Linked DNA regions of Anas platyrhynchos: region 1 is linked to region 2. The links are chromatin contacts, called in public Hi-C maps. All regions are on one chromosome and are shown on one strand. Each heading gives the region's core, a stretch centred on a gene start, on an enhancer-like site or on the middle of the called end of the contact. The rest is flanking DNA. Distances are from core to core; before and after follow the strand shown. Region 1 overlaps LOC106016697 (a long non-coding RNA gene). Region 2 overlaps LOC110352479 (a long non-coding RNA gene).

What was found. Hi-C and Micro-C count contacts between places; a contact is called where the count stands out from the background.
Region 1: a Hi-C map of skeletal muscle shows a contact between it and region 2, with 2.7 times the contacts expected there. The contact joins two enhancer-like sites. A contact is called at or near these places in 2 of 8 Hi-C or Micro-C datasets (liver and skeletal muscle).

The regions. Positions count from the first base shown.
Region 1 is chr3:88,557,907-88,564,530 of IASCAAS_PekinDuck_T2T, reverse strand. All of the region lies in intron 3 of LOC106016697 (a long non-coding RNA gene), which reads left to right. Among named protein-coding and RNA genes, the nearest start is that of CD109, 130 kb to the left of the region's middle. Within about 2 kb of position 2,515, at least 1 of the 8 cell types and tissues checked has an H3K27ac peak or open chromatin away from gene starts, as enhancers often do.
Region 2 is chr3:88,508,553-88,515,515 of IASCAAS_PekinDuck_T2T, reverse strand. The region is part of intron 1 of LOC110352479 (a long non-coding RNA gene); the gene reads left to right. Among named protein-coding and RNA genes, the nearest start is that of CD109, 180 kb to the left of the region's middle. Within about 2 kb of position 4,860, at least 1 of the 8 cell types and tissues checked has an H3K27ac peak or open chromatin away from gene starts, as enhancers often do.

The DNA.
Region 1 (6,624 bases), core at 1,266-3,765, 51 kb before region 2:
ACTCTTGAGAGGGATTTCATTCTTCTCTTTGCGTGGAAAGGCACATATCCTTTAGCCTTTGTATTGCTAAAACAGCCCAGTCAAAGGTGTCTAAAAATTTCTTTGTCAGTTTTACATTCTCAGCTTTCTTTGTTGACGAAGTTCCAGAGAAGACAGCTAAGGACAGAATTATGGAATAATTGTATGGTAGGGAAGGCTAAGAGTTTTCCAGTCCAGTTGCGTAAAAGCTTTGGAGGGCACATAAATGGTTTCAGATGCATTAAGAAACCAATGTAGATTTTTTCAAGACTGTCAACAAAATTGTCTGGAAGTAATGCTGTTCCATTCCTCATCATGCACAAGATAGGAAAATGAGCCTACGATTGAGGCCTAATTCTCAAATCTACCCAAGGCAAGTTTTATGAGTGAGCAGCAAAGAGTATCTAACTGCATTGTGGGTGAATATTTCTCCTTATGCAGGGGACTTTTCTGTTAGAAAGACTGCTGGATCACTCTCCTGTTTCCAGTGCCAGCTCCCTTGTTACTCGTGGAAATGGAAAGTAGCAGTCCTCACTTGTGCTGGAGCCCAGGGGATGTCATCACAAAACTGCTGCAGGCGATTCTCTGACTGCTCTTCTGCTTGAGCAGGGTTTGACCAGCATGAACTAACGACGTAAAAACATGAAGGCTAAGTCAATCTGTTTGTTACTGGTGGGACAACACCGAATGAAACACTTGAAGAAAGTTCAGCATGGGGGTTCTTTATACTATGACCTGCATTCACATTATACATTTCTATATTGATGGCTCAACATTGTTACATACCAGTCATCTAAACTGATTACAAATCTTATCTAGCTTGGCTTTAGCCTCAGAATGGTAATTCTGTTTTAGCTTTGCAGCTGATGTCATGACACATAGCTGGACTGAAGAAAGTAAAAAAAAAAAAAAAAAAAAAAAAAAACCACAACCAAAAACAAAAACAGAAAAACAGAAAATCAGTAATGCTGGGCTTATTTTCTGATGTAGGCTTGGTTCAAACAGCTTTCAAGATTTTTTCACATTTCAGTAAAATGAAAGTTGGGAAAACTTTCAAAAAAGTGAAGTTTGATAGCATTAGTGTCAATAAAACAGTATTGCCAAAAGAAGGAACTTTTAACAGGGATTCTGTTCTTCATTGTGAAACCTGCTCTAGTGGAAGCAGGTTGGAACTAGATGATTTTTAAGTTTCCTTCCAATCCAAACCATTCTATGAAACCATTCTATAAAACTGCAGCTTTATGTTACAGATTTTTCTTTCTTCTGCCTTAAGCTGTTCACTTGTTTTGTCTCTACTTAAATCTTGCAAATTTTCTGTGTAAGTGGTCTGTTTTTCTACCTCATAGTATTTAGAGACACTTTTTTTTTCAGATACTCTCCTATGTTACATCATGCTGTCACTTTCAAGTTATCTTTTGTTACAGATATATCACTTCTACTTTCATGTACTTCCATTACATTATCACAGACAACCTTGGAAAAGCTACACTGTTGAGAGGTTAGACCATCCAGTTGTGAGATGTCCTGATTGCACCATGTAATTTTTAAGGATATGTACTGGAGATTGTCCACGTCCATGGTACTTTGTGAAAAATTTACAAAATCTTGTCAAGGGTGTGGTTGTTTTACCGTACTGGGCAGCTAAACCCCACAACCGCTCTCTCACTCCCCCTCCTTTAGATGAGGAGGGGGAGAAGTAAAGCAAAGAACAACTCATGGGTTGAGATAAGGATAATTTAATTAAAGGGAAATAATTATAATAATTAAATAAAGACTACCATGAACTAAACAATTTAACTAAGGGGAAATAAAACGGGAAAGGGGAAAAGGGAGGGGAAAAGGAAAAATAAAAAGAAGGGAGGAAAACAAACAAACAAAATAAATGAAAGCTATATGGAAGTGCAGAGGAAAGAAATTACTCTCTACTTCCCACAAATGAGCGATGATTGACCACGTCCTTGAAGCAAGGCCTCAACGCACGCAGCCGGTGTTCGAGAGGAGGACCGACATCTTCCAAACGAGAGCCCACCCCTCCCCTCTTCTTCCTGTTTCCACCTTTTATTGCTGAGTGTGACATCACATGGAATGGAATATCCCTTTGATTGGTTTAGGTCAGCTGCCCTGGTGATGTTTCTCTTCTCACGTTTTGCCCACCCCCTAGGAGGGTTAGAGAAAGGCCCAATGCTGTGCCACTGCTGCTCAGCAGTAGACACAACACTGGTGTGATAACACTGCTGTTCCAGCTACAAGTACAGAGTACGGCACTGTATGGGCTGCTGCCGGGAAAGTTAACATTCCAGCCAGACCCAGTACAGAGGGTAACCCTGACCCATTGTGTCACATCATGTTAGTGAACCTTGATTTCTTAATGAAAAGATTCTTCTGTCTTCATTGACAGGTAAAATCCAATAGCACTGGCTTCATGCACATGGCCAAAGTCATGCTGCTATAGGACAAAACAACTTTTCATGTTGAGTACTAGTGTCAGATTGCTTAGCTTACATTCTTAGTCAAACTGATAAGCTTACATTCTTAGTCAAACTGATACAGTTTCAGTAGGCTGGCAGTACTTAGCAAATTATTAACTGAAAAGCGAACTTGATCAGTACTGGAATTTAAATGTTCTACATGAAGAATTTAACAATATTCAGTGTTGACCCAATCCCATTACCACTGTGAAGAATGGTAATACTTCAAAGACTTAGGTTAGAAAGGAATACAGCATATTTTGCAAAATGTAAAAGAGTTCCAATATTTATTAGCATTTCTCTACTTTACTATCTACTTTACTATCTTTGAACTTTTTTTTTTTTTTTTTTTTTTTAGTATCATAAGCTAGAAAATATTGATTTTGAGATGTCATTTATAGGAGAATCAGCAGTTCTGAATTACAACTGAAACTGCAGTTGCAGAAGGAATCTGGTGTCCTGTCTCTGATGGACACAAAATCCAGATTTAAATTTCATAAAAGATCTGTAAAGTGTCTGGTATAAAATTATTTAAAAGTAATTTTATAGAACTATTGTTTAAGCATTAAAAGGTTTTTAAATTTGTTGTTGAAAGACAGAGGGATGTAAACTGTTCTCTGTGTATTTAATGGTAATTCCAGGACAATTAAAATGCACTAAGCTTGATTCCCGTACTTTAAAACTGTTTGCATGAAATTGCTGTCTGTGTACTTGTGTGAGTTCAGAATATGCAAGTGATAGCTTGGGGAGAATAAGTACGCCTGGGTTAGCTTGGACACCATTTCCACTCCAAAGTTTTAATCAAATGAAAATAAGTAGAAGTTTAATCAAAAACCCGCATATTAAGCAGTAAAACATAGTAGTTGTAGGCCTGTGTAACAAACCACATGCAAAAGCAATGATTACAATCTTGCCGTTCTTTTGGGCTCTCTTGGATTTATACTATGTGTGCTACCAAAGTAAGTCTGTTTTCCATTTTTTTCCTCAGCAGAACAAAAGTCTTATAATTGCTGCTTGCTTTCACATTAGCCATGGTGTTTTATTTTGCTCTGTGGGCGTACTTTCTGTGCTGCAGTCTAGCTCTGCTTCAGTGCAATGTTTAGGTTCATAAATACTCAGGGCTGTCTCTGTCAGGACAATGCAAGACTCTCCTCCAGCCCCTGCTGTGCAGCATGCTGGCTGACAAAGGTGACACAGCAAATCTCAATGAGTTCATTATGTGTGATAGCTAAAAACACTTCTGTACATGATTTATTTATAGATTATAACTGATAGAGGCTGGACTGTGTAATGGAGTAGATTACTTGGTCTCTTGTAAACAAATTCCTAATTCTTAAGAGAAGGCATTAAAGAATTACTGGTTGTAACCCCACAGATTGGCACCATTTCAGCGGTGCTGGTCAACTCATAAAGTTGACAGTTTCCAGGGACAGTGAAAGCAGCACCTTCAATTTTTCAGCATTTCTTCCAGCCTGCTACTATAAAGAAAGGCTATGAATCGCTTCATTATGAATCACTGAGCTGATGCCAAGTAAAGATAGACCAGAGCTCTCTTCTACCAAAGATCCTAAAGGCTTGCTTGGGACCCTGTAATTCTGTCCCATCACAGACTTGGCAGCATTCAGATTGATCCATCTCAGTTGTAAAGGGTGGGATAGTGAGATAACTCACCACACAATTCACTCATTCGACAAATTGAATTTAGCTCTTTCAGAGGTTATCTAACATCTGTGTTAGAGAAGTTCACAGCAGTTCTCCTTTGAAGAAACGAGAAACTTCCCAGCTCCAGAGTGAGTTGAGGGGCCATGTCTAAATCTCGAATGGCAGAGATGGGAGCTGAGGGCAGGGAAGTCTTGCAGTGTTGGTGGGAGCTTGAGCATGAGGAGCATGCCTCCAGCTAGGCTTTGTTAATAGGGTCACTAATGTGCTAGAAAGAAGAGGCCACCTCTTGGTTGGCAAAAGATAGAGCTCTGACAACTTGGTTGTGGGATACATGCATGAGGGGCAGGAGGGCTGCCAGCATTTCTCTTGCTACCAACTAAGTGTCCTAGCTATTTTGGGATAGTCTTCCATACAGAACTCCTACACATGAGTGTTGGGAGGGGTTCACTTTTTCCTGGGCTCCACTCCACCTCCACTAAAGCCTGGCTCATTAACCCCTCTTGGGGAAGCTTATCAACCTGTGGTGCATCAAAAGGTATTTTTATGCTAGCCCTTTCTCTGTTGGTAACATAAACATATGCACTATAATTTAGATTTCTGATTAGAAACATTACCCTGTGATGCATATAGCCATCATGTTGATTACACTGTAGTTGCACCATGTAGCTATTAGTTGTGTCTCAGTAGGATATGTTTTGGCATGGTAAAGTCTACACATAAGCACACACAAAAACCAACACCTCTGAATTTTCTAATTTTCAAGATTATTATTCAATTTCTTCAGGAGCCTAAAAATTTTGAGTGTGTTAAACAGGAAAGCAATAACATATGAAAATTTCCAAGTGATTTTTTATTTGACAAACTGACCAGAATCTAAGTTGGGCAATAACAGAAGACTTAAACATTTGTCTTTAACTGAAGGACTGCATTTCACTCGGTTAGACAGATGTAAATCCAGAGTAGCCCCAAATCCAGGAACTTATTTTCAGCATGTATAAATGTAAAGTCTAGAGAATTTGTTTTTGTCTCTTGAACAGAAATATTATATTAATTAAAAAACAAAAACAAAAACAAAAACAACTAACTTTTATCATAATTAAGATTTCTATCCACTGGAAAAAATAATAATTAGAACAAGACTCACATGACTTTTATTTCATGATTAATAATAGGGAAGAAGGCAAAAGCAGTTTGCACTTGGTCAACAGAGAACATGAACTTTCCACAGCTTTTATACTGCACTCTAGTTACTTGTTTTCGTAGCTGTGCACATACCGATCTTACCTACAGCAAACTAGTGAAACAAAAACTGATTTTCACACTCTATCATGATTAAAAAAAAAAAAAAAAGAACAAACCAAAATCCACAACCCAAACTCTATTGTTTGCTTTATTTAAACATTGTAACTGCCATGTTAAGTGACTATGATAACATTGCCATTGAAATAAATTTCCAATTAGGTCTTATAGAAAGAGACACTTTATTTATTCACAAGGAGAAGTTAAAAGCTTGGAGGAATCACTATTATCATTGTTTGAAAAAAATGTGTTTATTTCTATTCCTCAACAAGGAAGGGAATAAATCTCTCTAATATGTTTTAAATGTAGAAAAATCTCTTCAGCTCTGTTTTGTTTATGCTATCTCTCCTAGACTTGCTCTGTACAGAACAGGTGGTTTGAAAGACAGGAGTTCATAAGCTGGCACATAAAGGATGCTGTATCACAGGCAAGATCTCCATTTAGCAGTTCTTTGTTTTTATATTTATCAGACTATTCTGGAAGAGACTGTAAGAGTTTATTTAATTCCTCTTCTTGGCTAACCTCAGGCTCATGGAGATCAGCATCATTCTTGACTCAGGTGAATTTCACCTGTTCTTACATCTTCAGAGACAGAGCTTCCCTGACTGTAGAGGTAATCCAGTTCAACACTTTTAAACTCCTAGATTGATTTCATAATTTATATATCTTTTCTGCAGTTTCCTAGAAATTACATCTTTTCCTGTCACAGCAGAGAGCAGTTTTTCTTTATTTTCTGCAGCAGACTTACGTATATGAAGACTGTTACCATGTCTCCCCTCCAGACTAAATATCTCCAACTTCTTTAGTGGTGTGTCTTCTGAAAAATAAATAAATAAATAAATAAATAAATAAATAAATAAATAAATATAGTTCACTTTATAGTCTTTTGCAGATCTTCTCTGGAATCTATCAATTTGTTTGAATGAAATGCCACAAATTGCACTAGGCTGTGACTAGAACAAAATGCATTTAGGTATAGTCAATTTTAGCTGGCAACAAAATGGGAGAAAAACATGTATATATATTTTGTATTTTCAATGAGGATTTCCTTAATACATGGTTTAAAAAGATTCTTTTTCTCTGTTTCATATTACATTCTCCCTTTCAGACAATAAAAATCAGTTCACATCTTGGAGACTATAGTTGAGTAATCAAAAAAAAAATAACTGCATGATTT
Region 2 (6,963 bases), core at 3,611-6,110:
TCTTTGTTTCAACTCTTTACCTACAATCAATTATAACAAGAGAAGAAGAAGAAAAAAAAATACTGTTCTGGACAGTTTCTCTCAAAAAATACTGCACTCTACAGTACAGGAAAGTGGTGGTGAATCTGTTTCATGTATGGGCTAAATGCATTTTTCTTGGTTACTCTGACTACATAGTAGGCAGGTCCTCCTGCATGATGCCAGCAGCAGTGGTGCCTGGTGCTGTGGAGGCATTTAAATACACAGCCAAAGGGATCTTTGGATTCCTTAGAAGTCCTGAATTTTTGCTCTTTGCCTGAACTCACCATGAATTCACCTGACTGAGTCCTAAATGTCTTGCACATCAATGCCTGTGTCTTCCTGGACTTGTCATGCATATGTTAAGAGACCCCCATCTACCTTCATTACTCCTTCAGTATTCAGTCAGGTGGTGGCTCCAGACCCCACATATTGAGTTTTTTCATATATTCATAGTGAGTGCTTCAAGCATCATCCTCCCAGAGCCTTTTGTGATGTTCAGATCTTGCGAACTGTTTGGCTCAACCAAGTATTAATGTCCCTGATTTTGTGACTGCCTCTACTCCCATTCCCCTGCCACTTCTAAAAGCACTTCTAAAGGCACTCCCAGCAAAACAGTACATCCCTCCTGCCAACTTCAGCTTCAACATGACTGAGTTTCCTGCCATATACCTGAGGGATGTGACATATGGGCAAGTCACTGCTGAGCTAGCACTGACCACAGAGTGAAACTGGAAGAACCTCTTGCAATTAAGACTATATATTTTTTCAATTTCCCTCAGTCTGCTTTCATCTAGTGATAAAAAAAAAAAATGAAGTCTGCAAAATATGACCCCAAAACTTCAGCCGCTTCTGGTACTGATCAAGGTGAAACATTTCTTTGCTCTTAATTGATTTTTGATCAAGCCTTTAAAGCAAAGGAGTTAACTTGTGGAATGTTCTATTTTTTAAGCACGATTGATTTTGGCAGGGTTCACATAGAATAGCCACTTTAATGATAAACTCTGTCAACTGTTATGGTGCTGTGAATCAAATATTTTGCTGAGGAATTGAAACTCTGCCCTTTCAAAAGGTTATCCTCTTGCATAGTCCATGGTTTTTCATTTTCAGGAAAATGACTTTGCTTGTATAATTGTCAAAGATTTAAAATACGGGTTGTAAAAATGAGACATTTTCTACATTAATGAGCCTAAAGTAGAAATAAAATATTTTTGCCATTATAGCAGTTCCCCGTTGTTAGCCATATTTCAACATAACTCAAAGCTTGAAGACTGTTCAGTTTTTTTTTTTTTTTTTTTTTTTTTTTTTTTTTTTTTGGTGTTGTGCAAAAGTACGACTATTTTAAAGACTCTCACGTAAAGCACATAACATTATTTCTCTGGCTCAGTGATCTGATTTTTACTGTTTTATATTTAGGTGAACAGTACATATGCTCAGAGCTCTTTTGGCAGGAAGAGAGCTAATGTATGTGTGGTACAGTCTTGTATAATTTCAGTGGATTTATTGCTCTTTTTCTTTTCTCTAACATTGTAATTATGATTTCAATTATTATTCTAAATTTTTGCTAAGTTTTGTAAAGATGGAGAAGGACAAGATTCTTGACACAAAAAGACATTTTTTCTTACTATTTTTTTTTTTTTTTTTTTTTACACTTGTGGTATATAAGTACAGAAAAGACCTGAATCAATGTAAAGTCCTCCAGAATGCTTTTGTTTATGAAATTAAAAAATGCAAATCAGTGTTCTTTATGTCATTGCTCTTAAGTTGTATGAACAGCTAAGCTGCCTATCAAAGTTCCAGGTATTTGTCTTTAGAAAAAGAACAGCACGCACTATCACATTTTAAAAGAGATGAAAATTTAATGTAGATTTTTGAACTGTCAAGATTAAAGATAAAATGCAATTCTTTTGTTTTTGCCTTTTTCTTTCTACCACACAGATATACATACTGTAAGAGTAGTTTCAATATAGCATTACTGGTGAAATCAAAGCTACAGAGCAACCAAAGTTATATCTATATTGGTAATTGGGACAGGTTGTTAGTTCATTCTCTACGTTCTTCCACAGGTGAAAAGATAGCCCTGTTAAGCTGCAGTAATCAATTCAATGGGGTATCCACAAGGTTACCTTACAGTTTGGAACGTAGTCTTTCTTGGTGAATTTTGTATCTATTGGTTAACACTTGTGTTTTGCAAAATATTGTATAGCTGAAATGCTCATAAAGCAATTACAATGATTCAGATTTTGGAAAAACTCAGTGTACCTGACATAGAATCAGATATGCAGCTACCACAAATTATTCTGAGTGCACTAATATCACTCTCCATAAGGGCCTAAGAAACACAGGTTGTAAGGAGAAACTTCTCTAAAGATGTGATTCAAAAACCAATGAAGTAATTGAGAGGTTTTCCATTAATTTCAGTGACTTTTAGATCAGACTGCAAATATTTAATGTTAATCTATTTTTAAAAATAAAATACAGGTAACCTTGGAAGCAAGTACAAACAGACATATATTTAGAAAAGTGTATATCCAAAACATTAAACTTCAAATAAGACTTCAAACGAGAAACAGATTCGGAATCTCTAATAACTTTAAGCAATGGATTCCACAGATTATCACCACTCTAACAGGCTGTGTTTTGCTCTCTCACTATCTCTCTCTTCAGTTTTTATCTTCTCTATGTGCACGTAAACACGTGCACTATGCAAAGGATAATAAAATACAACTCAGGGTAATACAATATAAATTGCAATTTACAGTATTTGTATATGCTTCTTTTGCATAAGGCAAGAATGTAAATACCTTTCATTGTTTAGGCTAGATCTTATGGTAAACATTTTGTCAGATCTTGGCAGTTATCTAGAGGTATGATTTCCTTGCAGCCAGTCATATGGTCAGTTTTGGTGCCTACAACAAAGAGTGACAGAGCTGGGGGAGCTAAGACATTGTTTTTACTGCTCCAGTCCCCTAATCATCTTCATAACCCTTTTCTGAACTCTCTCCAAGAGCTCCATGTCTCTCTTGTAGAGAGGAGCTGAGAACTGGAGACAGTATCCCAGATGCAGCCTCACCAGGGCTGAGTAGAGGGGGAAGATCACCTTACTTGAACTGCTGGCCTGTTGTCATGTCCTTGTCCAGAAGACGGAGCTGGTGCCAAGAGAAGCAACACTAAATCATTGCTATTTAACAGGTCAAATCTCCAGCTGAAACCATTTGTGACACTGAAGATATCACCATGCTGTAGCAGTGATGACTTCCCTTCATTCTCTTGAGGCTTTTGTGATAGCCATGCTATATCAATACGGCTTCACTCTCCGTTTCAGTCTTTCTGAGCAAAGTAGTAGAAAAGCTTCAACCTAACCTAACACTGCATGGGGATTATCTACCTCCAGTATGGAGAAACTGGCATAAAAGGCATACAATGGGAATCTTACCACCTAACCCTGGGTTTTAAGAAGCCCATTGCTCGGGTTCAATCTGGTTGTCCTTAGGTGCCTGTGCAGCCATTGGACAGAGATAAGAAGCACCAAAGAAAGGTGATTTTTGTTCTCTAAAGTAGGTGTCTATGACAATGAAATAAATTGCTTTCTGACAATGCCAGTTTCTGTCTACTGAAGATAAAAAAGGGTATACAGCAAGACTTGGACCTGGACAGCAAGACTTGGACCTGATGTTGGAACTTTAGCATAAAATAAAACAGCGCTATAGACATTGACCTCATGAATAAAAATCTAGGTCACTAGGTTTTTGAGCAGATAACCCTGACAAAGGTACGAGAACTCTTGTCATTAGATTTCAGATATCCACTTTATTGTTTTGGAGGCCTATTAATTCTCCCTTTTTTCCCTCTTCTGAGAGGAGTTACTTGCAGTAACAAAGCTTGGCAGTTAGTGAAAAATAACTGTTTGTATTTGCAATAAAAATGGTCTTATGACCTTTTGGAAAAGTTAGTTTTATTAATTTTGCAAAACTTTTATAAAGAATGTACAAATTCATTAAAATCCTGACCCAGATATAGACATTTTCTTGGGCAGGAAAAATCACTCCTTCCATTTATGACAAATAGAACCACAACACAGGAAAAAACATTACTTACTTACACATCCAAACATATATGAAGAGAGGAAAATTACTACTAGCATCCAGTTTATAAAATCATTAAAATTATGACTTCATTATAAAAAAATAGTTAACTGAAAACACTTGACAATGTTTTCTAGTCTTTGTCCAGCATAGGAGAAGAAACAATATGTGTGAAACTGTTATAATAAATGATTTTTAAACAAAATGAGATCTGAATTTTAAAGAGACTCTCTGGTTTTGAATTATTAGAAATCCAGGGTCAATTTCAGACATGAAGAAAGAAAATTCAGTTTTGTTGAGGCTAGCAATTGCAAAAGAGGCATGAAAGTCCATCCTTGCCTCAGATTATTATTTATATTATCACTAAATAATGCCTTCTGGTTTGGAGAGTTATTCGTTTGTTGTTGCCACTGTTGTTTTTTAAATTCATTTATGCATTTAATTATTTTGAATTAAAGGTCTATGGAGTTAGGATAGGAAAATGATGCAGAAAGAAAATGATGTTTCTTTAGAAATACTCTGCATTTACGACACAACATATCCAGCTCCGCTGAAGTCAGTGTGGACTTTTGGCAACAATTGTGTGTTGCTGTGTAAACAAATTCACATTTTCAAAGGACCTTTACCCTCTAGCTGGAAAGCAGTACAGCTGCTGGCACTTTTCCTCCTTTACATTCTTGTTGGATGATATGGAGCAGAAAGGTTATGTTGCTGACTCAGAAAATGATGTGGGAAGCAGTTCCTAAGAAAAGACGCATGATAAATGGTAGGAGAAGATACCACTGATACTGCTGTGGCAGGTCAGAGTAGTCTGTCATACCCAGAGGCTACTGCTAGCTCTTATATTGCCATTGGTAGCTGGAAGTTTGCCCATAAGCTTTTTTTTCCCCTCTATTTCCCATGATCCATTCCTGGACTTGCCTCTTCCCTACCTGCTTCTCCCCCAGCAGGTTTCTTGTTTTTTACTGAAAACAGAGAAGCTTCCTACCCCAGTAAACTTACTTAGATGTGGGTCCAAAATCCAGCATGTTCCATGTGAATCTTTCCCTGGATATCTGTGGGTTTGGAAGATCACAATCAGAAGAAGAAGTCCAGAAAAGAACAAAACCAAAAAACTAGTCTTCTGAACTTTCTTTCTTGGTTTTCTGCTGTGACATGAAAATATGCTTTTTTTTTTTTTTTTGCTTTTTTTTTTTTTTTCCTTGAGCTCCCATGTCTATCCCATGTCTATGTGCTATGATGATGATGAATCCTTCTGTTAAATTAAATGGAAGAATTCAATAAAATTTGGGTGTAGGATGTAACCAGCATTTTGCAGTGTTTAATTGATGCATATCTCTGCATTTATTCTCAGGAAGTAGGTGGAATGGTACCAAGTGGCAATGGATCTTTGATGTCCTGTTTGGAAAATTAAGATCATCAGCTCAGCCATAATTTTGTTATGCAATTTTCCAGGTTCCAGATGGCTCTGACTTACTGGTAAAATTATATATAGCTTTTGACAAAATAAGCTATATTCCCAACTGGCTTCTGCTATTGAGCTGTTTTCCTTGATTTAAGCATTGTCATAGTAAATTGCCGGAATATATATATATATATTTCTTTGCCAGTGTATGAATGGGATTGATTTTGGTTCTTAACAATATTTTTGATGTGGTTCTTACTATATATCTAAGGCACTGTCACAAAAATATGACAGGATAGTGTTTAAACAGGATAATTACTGCAGGAAAGCCTATCATGATCAAACACTTTGATTGTACTATAATGGAAACATGTTCTGAAATATTTGATTTTTTACCTTGGAATTATTTAATATGTTCTCAAAAGTTCAGTGATTTGTGAAAAGAAAATATGCATATGGAAGTTTTGGTCTCTAAAATATTCTTCCAAAAGTTGTAAAAATGAAGCTTGAACGAGAAATAAATTATTCAAACCCATCTGGGGGCCTGAGTTATACTGTCTGTTTCTTGGCATTAAGTGTCCATTCGTGCTGGAGTGTGTCATAGTTTCTGTAAGAAAGTGTAAAAAAACTGACTGGATGATGTCAGCACAGACAAGGTGGCTCCTGGCAGCAGATATTAAATAATAGCTGGGCTTAAATGCTGTAAAATGCATTTGGCTAACTGATGGAAGGCTGTACTATGTGACCTCTCCGTCTAGGTGCATTAGCCTCAGCCAGCAGAGTCCCTGGCAGAGGGATGTAAGCACGAGCATGGAAACATGTACTTATTTCAGGCAACGGCACAGAGGCAGTTCCTCGCCCACTGCTGGCTCCTCTTTGTTTTTCTCTGGCAGGAAACACCCCCATGAGTGCTGCTTCCTGAATCAGTGAACTTTTTCCTCTGGAAGGAGCAAAGTGTATTAAAATAGGGGTTCCCGAGGTTTTGTTTCTGGAGGGCTATTTGATAGCTGGGAAGATTGTAGTAAAAGTTTACTGCTGTCCAATACCCAGAGGCTTCCCCATTCCCTCTCTCCTTTGCTCCAGAGCTCGTGAGGCTGTTTATGAAGGCAGATGTCTGGTCCTTTTGTTCTTCCAGCAGCTGAAATAAATGCTAAAGGTAATATGCTGGAATAGTGCCTAGGCCTGCCAATGCACTTGGTGCAGAAGTTTTTGGGGGTTAATGTACAGGTGTAAAATGAGCTGGGGCCTGGAGAAGGCATTGAAGTCTCCCAGGTTGGTCAACACTAGCTTCTGACCACTCAGAGACTTACCAAGGCACTGTCATGAGGATTGCAGATCTCTTTTGGGAATCTCTGTGCTAGAGGGAACATGCCTTGCACACTCAGCCAGGACTACTGTGATGTCACACCTTTATTTGCTAAAAAATACACCTCTGTGCTTATGCCACAAATAAAA